4 separate regions of the Mus musculus genome follow, and regions 1, 3 and 4 are each linked to region 2. Evidence: chromatin contacts called from public Hi-C and promoter capture Hi-C data. All regions are on one chromosome and are shown on one strand. Each heading gives the region's core, a stretch centred on a gene start, on an enhancer-like site or on the middle of the called end of the contact. The rest is flanking DNA. Distances are from core to core; before and after follow the strand shown.

Evidence for each region. Promoter capture Hi-C pulls out the DNA fragments that hold promoters and counts their contacts. A called contact is a pair of places that touch in the nucleus more often than the background predicts.
Region 1: a contact with region 2 is called in a promoter capture Hi-C map of the HPC-7 cell line. The contact joins the promoter of D030040B21Rik here to the promoter of Smap1 in region 2.
Region 3: a Hi-C map of CD8 T cells shows a contact between it and region 2, with 10 times the contacts expected there. The contact joins the promoter of Terf1 here to the promoter of Smap1 in region 2. A contact is called at or near these places in 2 of 484 Hi-C or Micro-C datasets (CD4 T cells and CD8 T cells).
Region 4: a Hi-C map of CD4 T cells shows a contact between it and region 2, with 5 times the contacts expected there. The contact joins the promoter of Ptp4a1 here to the promoter of Smap1 in region 2. A contact is called at or near these places in 1 of 39 promoter capture datasets (pre-B cells) and 1 of 484 Hi-C or Micro-C datasets (CD4 T cells).

Annotation. Positions count from the first base shown.
Region 1 is chr1:16,656,148-16,658,847 of GRCm38.p6, forward strand. It overlaps D030040B21Rik (RIKEN cDNA D030040B21 gene), which reads left to right and starts at 1,405. Exons shown (of 4, transcript NR_037998.1): 1 at 1,405-2,700. It overlaps Eloc (elongin C), which reads right to left and starts at 718. Exons shown (of 4, transcript NM_026456.4): 1 at 675-718.
Region 2 is chr1:23,921,051-23,923,750 of GRCm38.p6, forward strand. It overlaps Smap1 (small ArfGAP 1), which reads right to left and starts at 1,331. Exons shown (of 10, transcript NM_028534.3): 1 at 988-1,331. The coding sequence starts at 1,105.
Region 3 is chr1:15,804,353-15,807,052 of GRCm38.p6, forward strand. Terf1 (telomeric repeat binding factor 1) reads left to right here and starts at 1,294. Exons shown (of 10, transcript NM_009352.3): 1 at 1,294-1,605. The coding sequence starts at 1,326.
Region 4 is chr1:30,948,340-30,951,039 of GRCm38.p6, forward strand. Ptp4a1 (protein tyrosine phosphatase 4a1) reads right to left here and starts at 1,416. Exons shown (of 6, transcript NM_011200.2): 1 at 1,210-1,416. LOC115487084 (a long non-coding RNA gene) reads left to right here and starts at 1,532. Exons shown (of 1, transcript NR_164183.1): 1 at 1,532-2,700.

The sequences.
Region 1 (2,700 bases), core at 155-2,654, 7.3 Mb before region 2:
TGGTAGTATGGACCAAGTTGTAAAACTATTTCAATTGCTTTCTACACTAGAAAGTGCAGAGTAGGCATGCTTGCACTAAATGACAAAACTTTCATGCTCACAAAACTGAAGAGTTCCTTAAGGGAAACTAAATAAATGGGCACTGTACCTGGCACTAGATAACTCCTTTCAGGCAAAAATGAGAGGTAGATAGATGCACAAATGAGCCAATGTACCCAGCCAGGCAGAAATTACCCAAGTTGTCCAGAAGGTAAACTTTCTTTCAGGGTCCTATAGCTTAAAGCGGCGAGGGCTCTCTCCTGGGTCTAGCGACTGATTTTAACAGTAAAACAAATACAAGCGCACATGAGGTAGGCAAAACGGAAAAGCGATCCGGCTGCCATGCTCTTAACTCCACCCTCCCCGCGCTCAGCCTGGAGGAGGCCCAGCCAGCCCGCACCTCCTGTCCTCTCCCCTTTCCAGACCCACCGAGCTGAGCTAGTTAAGGTCCCGCCAAACTCCTCTCCCCTCCCCCAAGCCAGGAGCTGGGGAGGCCGGAGAGACTCAGAGCTTCCGTTCCTTCCCCGCCCAGACGGGAAGGGGTGAGCAGAGGGATAACTAAAGCATCCAGTCCCAGCCGCACTAACTCTCCTAGCGAAATCAGATCCCGATTCCCACCATAGCCCGACACTCACTAGCCAGTCCCGCAGCTACCGCAGCCGTAACCCCACGTACCGCCACAGCCCCTATTCAGGGCCGCCCCCCTCCCACCCCCAGCGGCCTACCCCTGTGGGTTCCGGGGCACAGAAAGGAATTACTTCCGTCGCGTCACAGCCGCTTTCTGTAACGCGCGGGAGACTGGTACCTGGCAAGGCCGAGACGCGATCTGCCGGTAACTTGCGTCTGGAGGAAGTGCGTTGTGGGCAGTAAAACAGGCCCATTTAAGAGACATCGCTACCAAATCCCAACCAATGAGATGCTAGGACTTCTTGGTTCCCAGAATGCAGCGCCATCCGGATCCAATTTCTGCCGAGAAAAGCTGAGCCGGCGAGGCAGCAGTGCATTCTGGGATATGTAGTTTCTTACAAGGTTTCGGCTAGTGTTTGGTCCGAAGTGACACTGCATCTTGGGACTTGTGGTTTTCTGTGTAGCGCTGAAATTTTTGATGTCTTTAAAGCTTGTCTCAACCTCTTTGTTTAAAGTAATACACATCAACGGGCATCTTAACAAGCTCCCAATGTGTTTGCCTCATTTCCTCTCTTCCCGATATAGGTCAGTGTTTACTGAAATATGCCACGCCCACCCGTCCAGTTCTCGCTGCCTATCACCATTACTTAAATCAGGGCCCATTATTTCTGCTCCTCACCTCCCCAGTTCCACGCCCCCCTCAACCAAACCTTTTCATTGGCTTTTCCGTGGTTACCTAGGCACCTTTCCTAGAAAGCTGAAAAGCAGCTCAGTTAAGTTTCCTCTCTGCTGTTTTCATGGAGTGGGCTTGAAAACCTAGATTCAAGATACTCAGTTAATCAGTCGCAGCTGTGTAATAGTATCCCACAAAAGGAAGTATAGTATGTATGTGCTATTTGGAATTTCTGAAACTTCTCAAAGGGTTTTGTTTTTGAATTTTTGAGACAGGGTATTTCAGTGTTACCCTGGAACTACGAGTCCCAGACTAGCTATGTATTTGGGGACAATTCTATCTCCTTCCTTAGCCATCAGGCACAGTAATTTCCCTATGTAATCCTTGGCTGCCCTCCAACTCCAATTTATAATTCTGTTTCAGCCTCAAAGTGTTGAAACGACAGGTGTTGCCTACCATGGGTTGCTCTGAAAGTGTTTGTCTGTTTGTTTGTGTTTGTGTTTTTGCTTTATTTGATTTGGCAGCTATGTATGCTTTTATGGAATTGAAAGCAAAAATATAGCTGCGGCCTTGAATTAATTTTCAAAGGCTTTGGAGAAATAATGAAAGTGTTTTGGTTGTATCCATAATTCAAAGTAGTTTCATAGTAAAAGAGGCATTTGGTAGCAGAAGATAAAACTAAAGAAAAAAATATGAAAAAACTAAGTGAGACCTGAGTCTCCCTTTAGGCAGTAAGGGTGGGCCCGACTTCCATCGTATATCTTGACTAAAGAACCAAGGATAGGTTCATGCGGCTGGCTCAGGATTCCGTTGGTTTGTTTTAAGATTTATTTGTTTGCTTTTTAAATTTTATTTGTTTTTTTTTCTTTTTCTTTTCTTTTTTTTTTGTTTCTGTTTTTTGTTTTGTTTTGTTTTTGTTTTTGTTTTTTTGAGGCAGGGTTTCTCTGTATAGCCCTGGCTATCCTGGAACTCACTCTGTAGACCAGGCTGGCCTTGAACTCAGAAATCCTTCTGCCTCTGCCTCCCAAGTGCTGGGATTAAAGGCGTGCGCCACCACGCCCGGCATAATTTTATTTGTTTTTAAGATTTATGTATTTATTTATTATTTGTGTTTTTATGTATGAGTGCTCTATCTGCATGCCAGAAGAGAGCACCAGATCCCATTATAGATGGTTGTGAGCCACCATGTGGTTGCTAGGAGTTGAACTCAGTACCTATGGAAGAAAAGCCAGTGAGCATTTAACTGCCGAGACATCTCCCCAGTCCCATGGATTCCTTCTAAAAGGACACAGAAAAGGGAACTAGGTCAGACAACTGCGATAGGTTTTTGGTTGGGTCTTTTTTGTTTGTTTGTTTCTCTG
Region 2 (2,700 bases), core at 81-2,580:
AAAAACTCTAGAAAAGTAGTTAAATAATGCAGAAATCTTAATCCTCGCTCACAATGGCTGTCTCTGCTCCCAGCAACTACCTATTTCCCAGAGAAAAATCAAATGTACATTTTCCTAACTACATAGAAGTAGGATTTTTAAATCTCCATTACTCTCCATGATATTACTTACATTAGAAATAAACCACATCTCCAAACAAAAACTATCAGCTAAAAATAATTTATCTATTTCAAAGGCTCAAGCAGAAACCTCCACCTGAACTAAAAATAGTGGGGTTTTTTTTTCTTCTTCTTCTTCTCAGTATCTTAAAATGCACCTTCCACATTTATGAAGTGGACAGACCAGTGTCCACAAATTCGCCAATGGGTCGTCTGGGGGAATCTAACGACTGAACTCTTTATGAACATAACACACTTTCCTTAGGACACTATAACATCCAGAATAAGAGAGTGTGAGTGTGTGTGTGTGTGTGTGTGTGTGTGTGTGTTATACATAGTATACACAAATAATGAAAACCCTATCTCGATTATGTTATGCAGTGACATCTCAAACCACCCCAAAACACTGTTCTTTTTCAGAAACAGAAGTAAACGCCCTGTGCAAGAGCTGTCAGGTGGGCAGGCAGGTAGGGCTCCATCTGGGACACCGCACCACTGGGGAAAGGGAGGACGACGCGATCTCGTGGGAGGAAGGGAGGGTCGCCAAGAGGACAGGGACCTAAGGGCGACTCCACCCACGGAGTCGCTGAGGCTGAGGCAGGAGGGCTCCCACAGCCCTATCAGCACCGCCCAGCCGGCGGCCCAAGGCGGTGGCAGCGGCGCGACGCCGGCTCCGAGCCGGAGGCTGAGGCCGCGACCTCCGTGCTAGCCGAGAGCCAGAGGCCGCCCGCCCTCCCGGGAGAGCCGGCGCGGACGAGACGCCGCGGAGGGTGGGAAGGTCACAGCCGCAGGAGGCCCCGGCCGAGCGGCCACCAAGCCCGCGCGCTACCTTTGGCCTCGCAGTCGGCGCAGTACTTGTTGTCCTCCTCCCTCAGCAGTTTGGACAGGATGAGCTGGTGCTGCTCGTTCAGCTTCTGAGCCTTCTCCCGACAGGAGCGTGTCGCCATGTCGGCGGCGGGGCGGCGGGCCCGGACGCGGGCGAGCGGACGGGCGGACGGCGCTGGCGAGGCCGGGCGGGCGAGGGCACCTGACGCCGCTGGGGCCGCGGACGGACTCGGCCCAGGAAGCGGCGGCAGCGGCGGTGGCGGCGGCGGCTGGAACCGGAGGAGGGGCGGCGGCGGCCGAGCCAGCGCCGACGTGTCCCGCCTCCTCGCCGGGCCCGCCGCACGCTCCGCCCGAGCCGGCGAGGGGCGGGGCGGGAAGAGCCGCCGCTTCCGGGAGGACGCAGCGCTGGGCGCTGCGCATGCGCCCAGCTGCCCGCGTGCCGGGAGACTCCCAAGGTGATTCCAGAGAAGCGTCTGACGCTCCCCGGGGCGAGATTCCCCACTCTTGACACCTGATCGTCGCTTGAAGCCTCTAGAGACCTGAAAGTGGAAGAATTTTTTTTTTTTACCGGGAAGCGACTTTCACAGTCTTTGCATTTTTCACAGTCTTTGCATTTGTGTACACAGCACTGGAAATGTCCAAATTATAGTTATATATATATAGTTATAATGGGTAGATGCATCCCATGTGTGTGCATCGGGAGTTTGGAAACGGTATACTAGAAGCGGATGGAATGAAATGGGGCTAAAAGTGTCTTACGTTTTAGAGGAAAATAGACATGTTTGGGGGGGAGAGGTAACGTAATAAACCCTACCTCCCTCAACAATATTGATAATCTCATATACAGGAAAATGAGGCAAAACAGTCAAGTCACTTGGCCATGCTACAAGTGGAAGAGTTAAAACCAGGCAATATACCCCGCCTAGGAAGAGGGAAAGTGATCAAAAAGTGAATTATTAAAGGGATGTCACTTTAAGAAATTGTGTGCTGCTAGGATCCCTTCCCTGGGAGAAACTTAAGCCTGTTCCTTCTCGTAAGATCCTAAAGACAAACTTAGGTATAATTCCAACAAAGTTCACCCAGGAGAACCAATGAGCTTATTAGGCTTAAAGAGCAACTGGTAAGGGGTATGGATAGGAGCATAGATGACCTTAGAATAGCCACACTGGAAGGTCTGCACATAGCAAGGATGATGGTCCTTAGGAACCTGACATGGAATTCCCTCCCTCCATCTTCCCCCAGGTATATCCTCTAGCCCCTCCCTGAGACCAGATACAAGCAGGGCAGAACCACATACAACAGTGACTGAATAGTGTGGTAGGGGTTCCCTTCCATAAGTCTCCATATACCCTCCCTATGGTGGAACATAAATAGTCAACAGGCCCAGCTGTGATGGTCCTTTGCAAGAAGGCCAAGCACAAGGCTTCTGAAACTGACAGTGTGTTTCAGAAGATGTTCCTACATAACACAATGTAAACGACATTCTTCCCTGCAAGGAAAGACAGTTTTAAAAAGGAAGACATTCTCGATGATAGCCCATCAGGTTTACTAAGGTTGAACTCAGTGAAACAGTTGGAGTGATTCGGCTTGCTGTGTAGTAAGTATGAGCAATACTATGTGTGGGCCTTATGTAAGTAGAATAAACATAGCCCTGGCCTGAGGTAGGAGAGATGCTAAGAATGGCAGGAAGCAGGATTCTCTGTGATACGCTCTACCT
Region 3 (2,700 bases), core at 44-2,543, 8.1 Mb before region 2:
ACCAACCTGCAATTCCCCACAGGGTAGAACCCCCAAATAATATTTACTGCAACACCATCTCTAGAGCCTGGGGGTAATATGCCCTCATGGTCATGAAAGACCCACAATGTGAGGGCTCCCCCACGTTCTGACTCAGGAGAGGCGACACCCCAAAATCACCCACAAGAAACGGGTCTTGCTGCAAATTGCAAGAGGATTTTTTATTCAAGAGCGCTCTCGGGCCCATGGTCATACACCACGCAGGGGTAGAGGACCGTGGCGCCCCAGTAGCTGGGTAAGGGGGTATTTAAAGGAAGAAACCGAAACTCAAGGAAGTGGGGAGGGCGTTGTTGGAAGATACCAAAGATACCAGTTAAGAGTCACAAGGAAGTGTAAAGTTAATAGAGTCACAAGGAATACCTGGTAATTGTTAACTCTCAAGACAGCTTCTAAGAGCCCCTAACAATAGCACATTTGCATTGCAGGTTCTGGTAATGGCCAGGGTGACTTTCTTTGAATGAGCACTCTTTGAACCCAGGAAGCGGGTGGGTAGAGGAATGTCGCTATCTCTTTTATGATTAGCATACCTTTACAAAGGCCACATTCCCAAGCCTGGGCCTAAAGGCCTAGAATTCTGTTTTTACGTTGTTATACTTTCATTCAATGCAAACATTGTACAGTAATAGTGATCAAAATGTGGTCCTGGGACTAACAGTCTCAGCATTCATGGGGAACTGACTAGACTTGCGAATTCCAGGGTCAGCACCATCCTACCCGCTCACCCCAGGCAGAACTTTAGTGAAAAATCAGAGCCCAGCAATTTCAGCTTTAATAACCCCGGATTTCAATAAAATGAACACATAGGGTAGAAAGACAGTGTGATTACAGTGTAACAGGGTTAAATGCTCATGTTTATGGCGACAAGTTAAAATTTCTGGTGCTGCTGCTGCCATAACGCTCAAGTGCTCCAGGCTGGCCTAGACTTTGTAGTTGAAGATGGCCCTAATTCCTAATCTTCCTGTCTCCACCTCCTGAGTGCTGCTGGGATTATAGACGCGCAGTGCCATGCAGTCAAAATCTGCAGTCAAAAACCTCTCGGTTTTAACTACCCTGTTTCCAGCGCAGATTGCATTTTTTAAAATGTATCTTAGCCTATCATCCAGAAGCTACACTATCCAAAACGCCTGGGCTCGGATCGACAAGGAATTTAGCAGTTCTCAGCCAATCGGAAGCCAAGCTCCAGCCACTAGCCCACCCTAGCGATGCGATTGGCTGACTTCCACGCCCACCGCGAGCAAATCAGCGCACGGCGCCAGCTGAGGCACGGCGAGCGCTTTCGGTTTAACATGGCGGAGACGGTCTCCTCAGCGGCCCGGGACGCGCCGAGCCGTGAGGGCTGGACAGATTCGGATTCTCCAGAGCAGGAGGAGGTGGGAGACGACGCGGAGCTGCTCCAGTGCCAGCTTCAGCTGGGGACCCCGAGAGAGATGGAGAACGCGGAGCTTGTGGCTGAGGTGGAGGCCGTGGCTGCGGGCTGGATGCTCGACTTCCTCTGCCTGTCTCTGTGCCGAGCCTTCCGTGACGGCCGCTCCGAGGACTTTCGTCGTACTCGTGACAGCGCCGAGGGTGAGTGCGGGCTCCCGGGCCGGAGGCTGCGTCGCGGCCGAGACCTGCTTGCCCCGCACACACCGGGGCGGGATCCCAGGCGGGAGACGGCGCGAAACCGGCCGCTTCCTGTTTGCTGGAAGTCCTGGCTCCCGCCCCCACGCCTTCCGCGTCCCCTGGACAGAATGTTTGTTTGTTTGTTTTAAAGGGAGCCAGCCCAGTTGCTACCGCTGCTTCTGGAGCCAAACTCTAACAGATGAATATAGAAACATTTAAGAAGGGCCGGGATGCGGCTGCCAAGGGAGGTAGTACAGCTTGTCAATGCTTATCTTGCAAGCCAGGGAACCTGCGTTTGATCCCCAGAGCCTATGCCATACACATATACTTACAGCGCTGGGAAGACCGGTGACTAGGGCTCACTGACCCCTGGCCCAACCCAATTTGGCAAGCTTTAGGCCAGTGGAAGGCCAAAAACAAAGGCCTGGGGAGGAAGGATTTTTAAACTCCAGGGGATCAAATTTCCGTCTTTTGGCCTCAACGGGCACTGTATACACATGTTACACAGACAGACGTGCAGGTAAAATACCCATATTCATAAAATAAAAATAAATGAATCTTTTGTTTAAATGTTTAAAAAGTTTGACAGTGCCTGAAAACTCAGACCCAAGTTTGTCTTCTGGCCTGTGTGTTGGTGAGAGACATCCAGGAATATGGTTGGCTTACCAGTGTACATATTCACTGCCAAGTGTATCTTTGTGTTTGTTCAAACACGCCTTTAATCCCAGCACTTGGGAGGCAGAGGCAGGCGGATTTCTGAGTTCCAGGCCAGCCTGGTCTACAAAGTGAGTTCCAGGACAGCCAGGTCTATACAGAGAAACCCTGTCCCGAAAAGCCAACCAACCAAACAAAAAAGAAATAAATGTTATAAAGTTGATTATGAATTGAACAAGTTCAATGGAAACCTTTACATATGTATACTACTTCCTAAAATACAAAGAACTTCATGGTATAAATTGCAAAGTAGTGATTTGATACATTTTATAATTTAGATGTGAATCTTGGTAAAAACAATTTTGAGTATCTGTTTCACATTTGAGTTATGGTTTGTTAGAACAG
Region 4 (2,700 bases), core at 166-2,665, 7.0 Mb after region 2:
TAAAAATCTTTTGCCCGTGTATATAAAATGGTCCTAAATTTTTTTCTTCCTTGTTTTTGTTAATTTGGCACTTTATTGAACATTCATACACAGGTCCGATATAGCTTTTAAAGAGTTCCATTAGGAAGCTGGAGGGCAGCAAGAAAAAAATTTTCCTGAACTGCTTTGAAATGAGTGGAGCCACCCAGTGGCTGGAGGACACTTCTGTTAAAACAGTGGAGACCACCGAAATCCTTCTTAATAATATCCTCCCACTCCCTCACAGGCAAAACCTCAACATGATAGGCAGCCAAGATACACGACGAGATCGTCCCATTTTAATTGCATGCACCATAAGCAAAAAAAAAAAAAAAAAAAAAAAAGGATCATTTGTGTGTGTGTATGTGTGTAGCATTAGCTTCAGTCTGTCAGACTCTAGAATCAAACCAGTCTGTGGGATCATCTGCTTTATCCAATTCTGTTCCAAATACACTCAGGTTTCAGGTAACGCGCCCAATCTAGCGCGTGTGCAAGCGCTGTTTCCTTCCGGGAACAGATCGCGATTTTCTGGTTTTCCAACCGTTTTAGCCGGCACGAAGCAAACAGCAAAATAATAATAATAATTAAAAAAAGCAAGCCAGGATAGGATTCATGACCCCTAAGCTCCGGAATCCAGACCTCTGGTCACCGCACAGACCGTTCCGACACCGTGGAAATTTCAGCTCGCCAGCGGTGGAATGGTGCAGGGCTGCTCGCTCAACAGGAGCCGCGCAGTTCTGCCCAGCAGCTCCTGTTGCTCCAGCCCAAGAGCGGACCGCCCCACGCGCAGCCCGCCTCGGGGCCGAGTCAGAGTCCCCCTCCGCCGACCGGGTCGCCACTACCGAAGCCCGGCGGCGATCGGCAAGCCCGGGCTTGAGCGGCGCGCACAGTCGCGAGGTCCGCAATCACGGGTTCACGGTGGCGAGCGCGGGCGGCCACCGAGGCCATCTTGGGAGGCCCCGGGCGCCCGGTCCCGGTCCCCCCGCAGCCCCGCCCCGCCCCGGCCACGTCCACGACGCCCGCGCGGCTTCTCGGAACAAAGGCCGCAGGGTGGCACGCGCACAAAGCCGCTGGGCTGCCCTGCCGGTCGCTCCGGGTCCGGGCCCCGCCGCCGGCGTTTCGGTCGCCCGGCCACCCTCCTTTCCCTCCTCGGTCGCTCGCTCTAACAAAGGCCGGGCCCGCGGTACTCACAGGAATATGTCTACTCATTGAAGATTGTGGCCTAATCATACAGCCGGTCCCGAGGCGGCGCAGGCGGCGGCGGCAGGGCAGGCGGCGGTGGGCGTCGCGGGGCGGCGGCGGGGATGCAGGCGGCGGGGGCACCAGACGACCATGCAGTGAGCTGCCCGAGGAGCGTCGCCGAGCCGGCCGCAGCCCAGAGCCAATGCGCGCGCCCAGGCGCCCCTGCGTCACAAGTCCGCCCCTTTATAGCCGGCGCGACGTGCGCACAGGCGGCAGCCAATCACGGCGCGGGACGCCTGCGGCTCGAGGCGGGGCCCGGGACGCAGACGTCACTCGGGGCAGCCGCCACCGGTGCGAACCGGTTGATGAATGGCGCGGTGTGCTGGCTGGTCCTCGCCACCAAACGCTCCGGTCGCTAGAGCCGCGAGTTCGCCTCAACTTGGAACGCCTCTCCGGCGGGCGGAACCCTGTAGCCCGAGGCCATAGCTCTGTCGCGCTGGCCAACGGTTTACCTTGGCCCTTGCGCCCGGGGATCTCCGTCATCACTCCATATTGATGTCGCATGACCGCTGGGCGGCTGACTCACCGCTCCAGAGCCCGGCCCTAGTCTGGGACTAGGGATTCTCGTCACCACGGGCACTTCCACGTGTGGGAAGGCTCTCCGCAGAGATTAGCCGGTGGAACCCAGGAAATGTCCCTATTTTTTTTTTTTTTTTTCTTTCGAGGCACGTGAAGCCTAGTTGCTTCCTAGCCTTTCTTCTTCTCCCCCCACCCCCTTTCTTTTTAGGTTACACCCCTAAACTGCTGATTCTGGCAACTGCAGTTGGCTCGTTTGTGGCATTTCGAAATCACATGCATCCTTTGTACTGCTGCTCATTCTCAGATAATGAAAGGTTAGCTTTTGCTAAGGGGAAGCTTTTTTTTTTTCTTTTTCTTTTTAAATTAAGAATCTTCGGCTTTATCAAGGGCTGATGTAAGTTTTTGCGTCAAAAGCTAAGCTTTCCCCTTTTGTTGATCTTCAGTCCTGTTCCAGTGTCCTTTTAATCTAGGCTTCTAAGTGAAGCCTGAGTGCAGCTGTTTCTGATCATACAAGGGCAGCTTTTATCTGAAAACCCTTTCTGCTCGCTTGTCTAGGACAGGTAAACAGGACCTTTACCTGCTTTGGAGAACTCAGCTTTCCAATAACACTGAGGCCTTTTGTTCCCTGTTTTTCTGCACATTAGGCCGGAGAAATCATAAGTTGTGCTCTCTCTTATTGTGTACCGAATTTTGTGATTTATTAGCACTTCTATTTAGAGACTTCCTTGCATAGTTACTTAAATGTCTTATAAACATGCAATCTGTAAGCAACGTAAGTACATTAAAAAAAGGGGGGGGCAGACCTTTAATAACAGCAACAACAACAACAAAAAGCAACTCATCGTCATTAAAAATTGCTTGGCCAGGGATCCATTTAAAGTCAAGAACTTGAAGCATAGATCCCTTCACAAATAGAGGTAA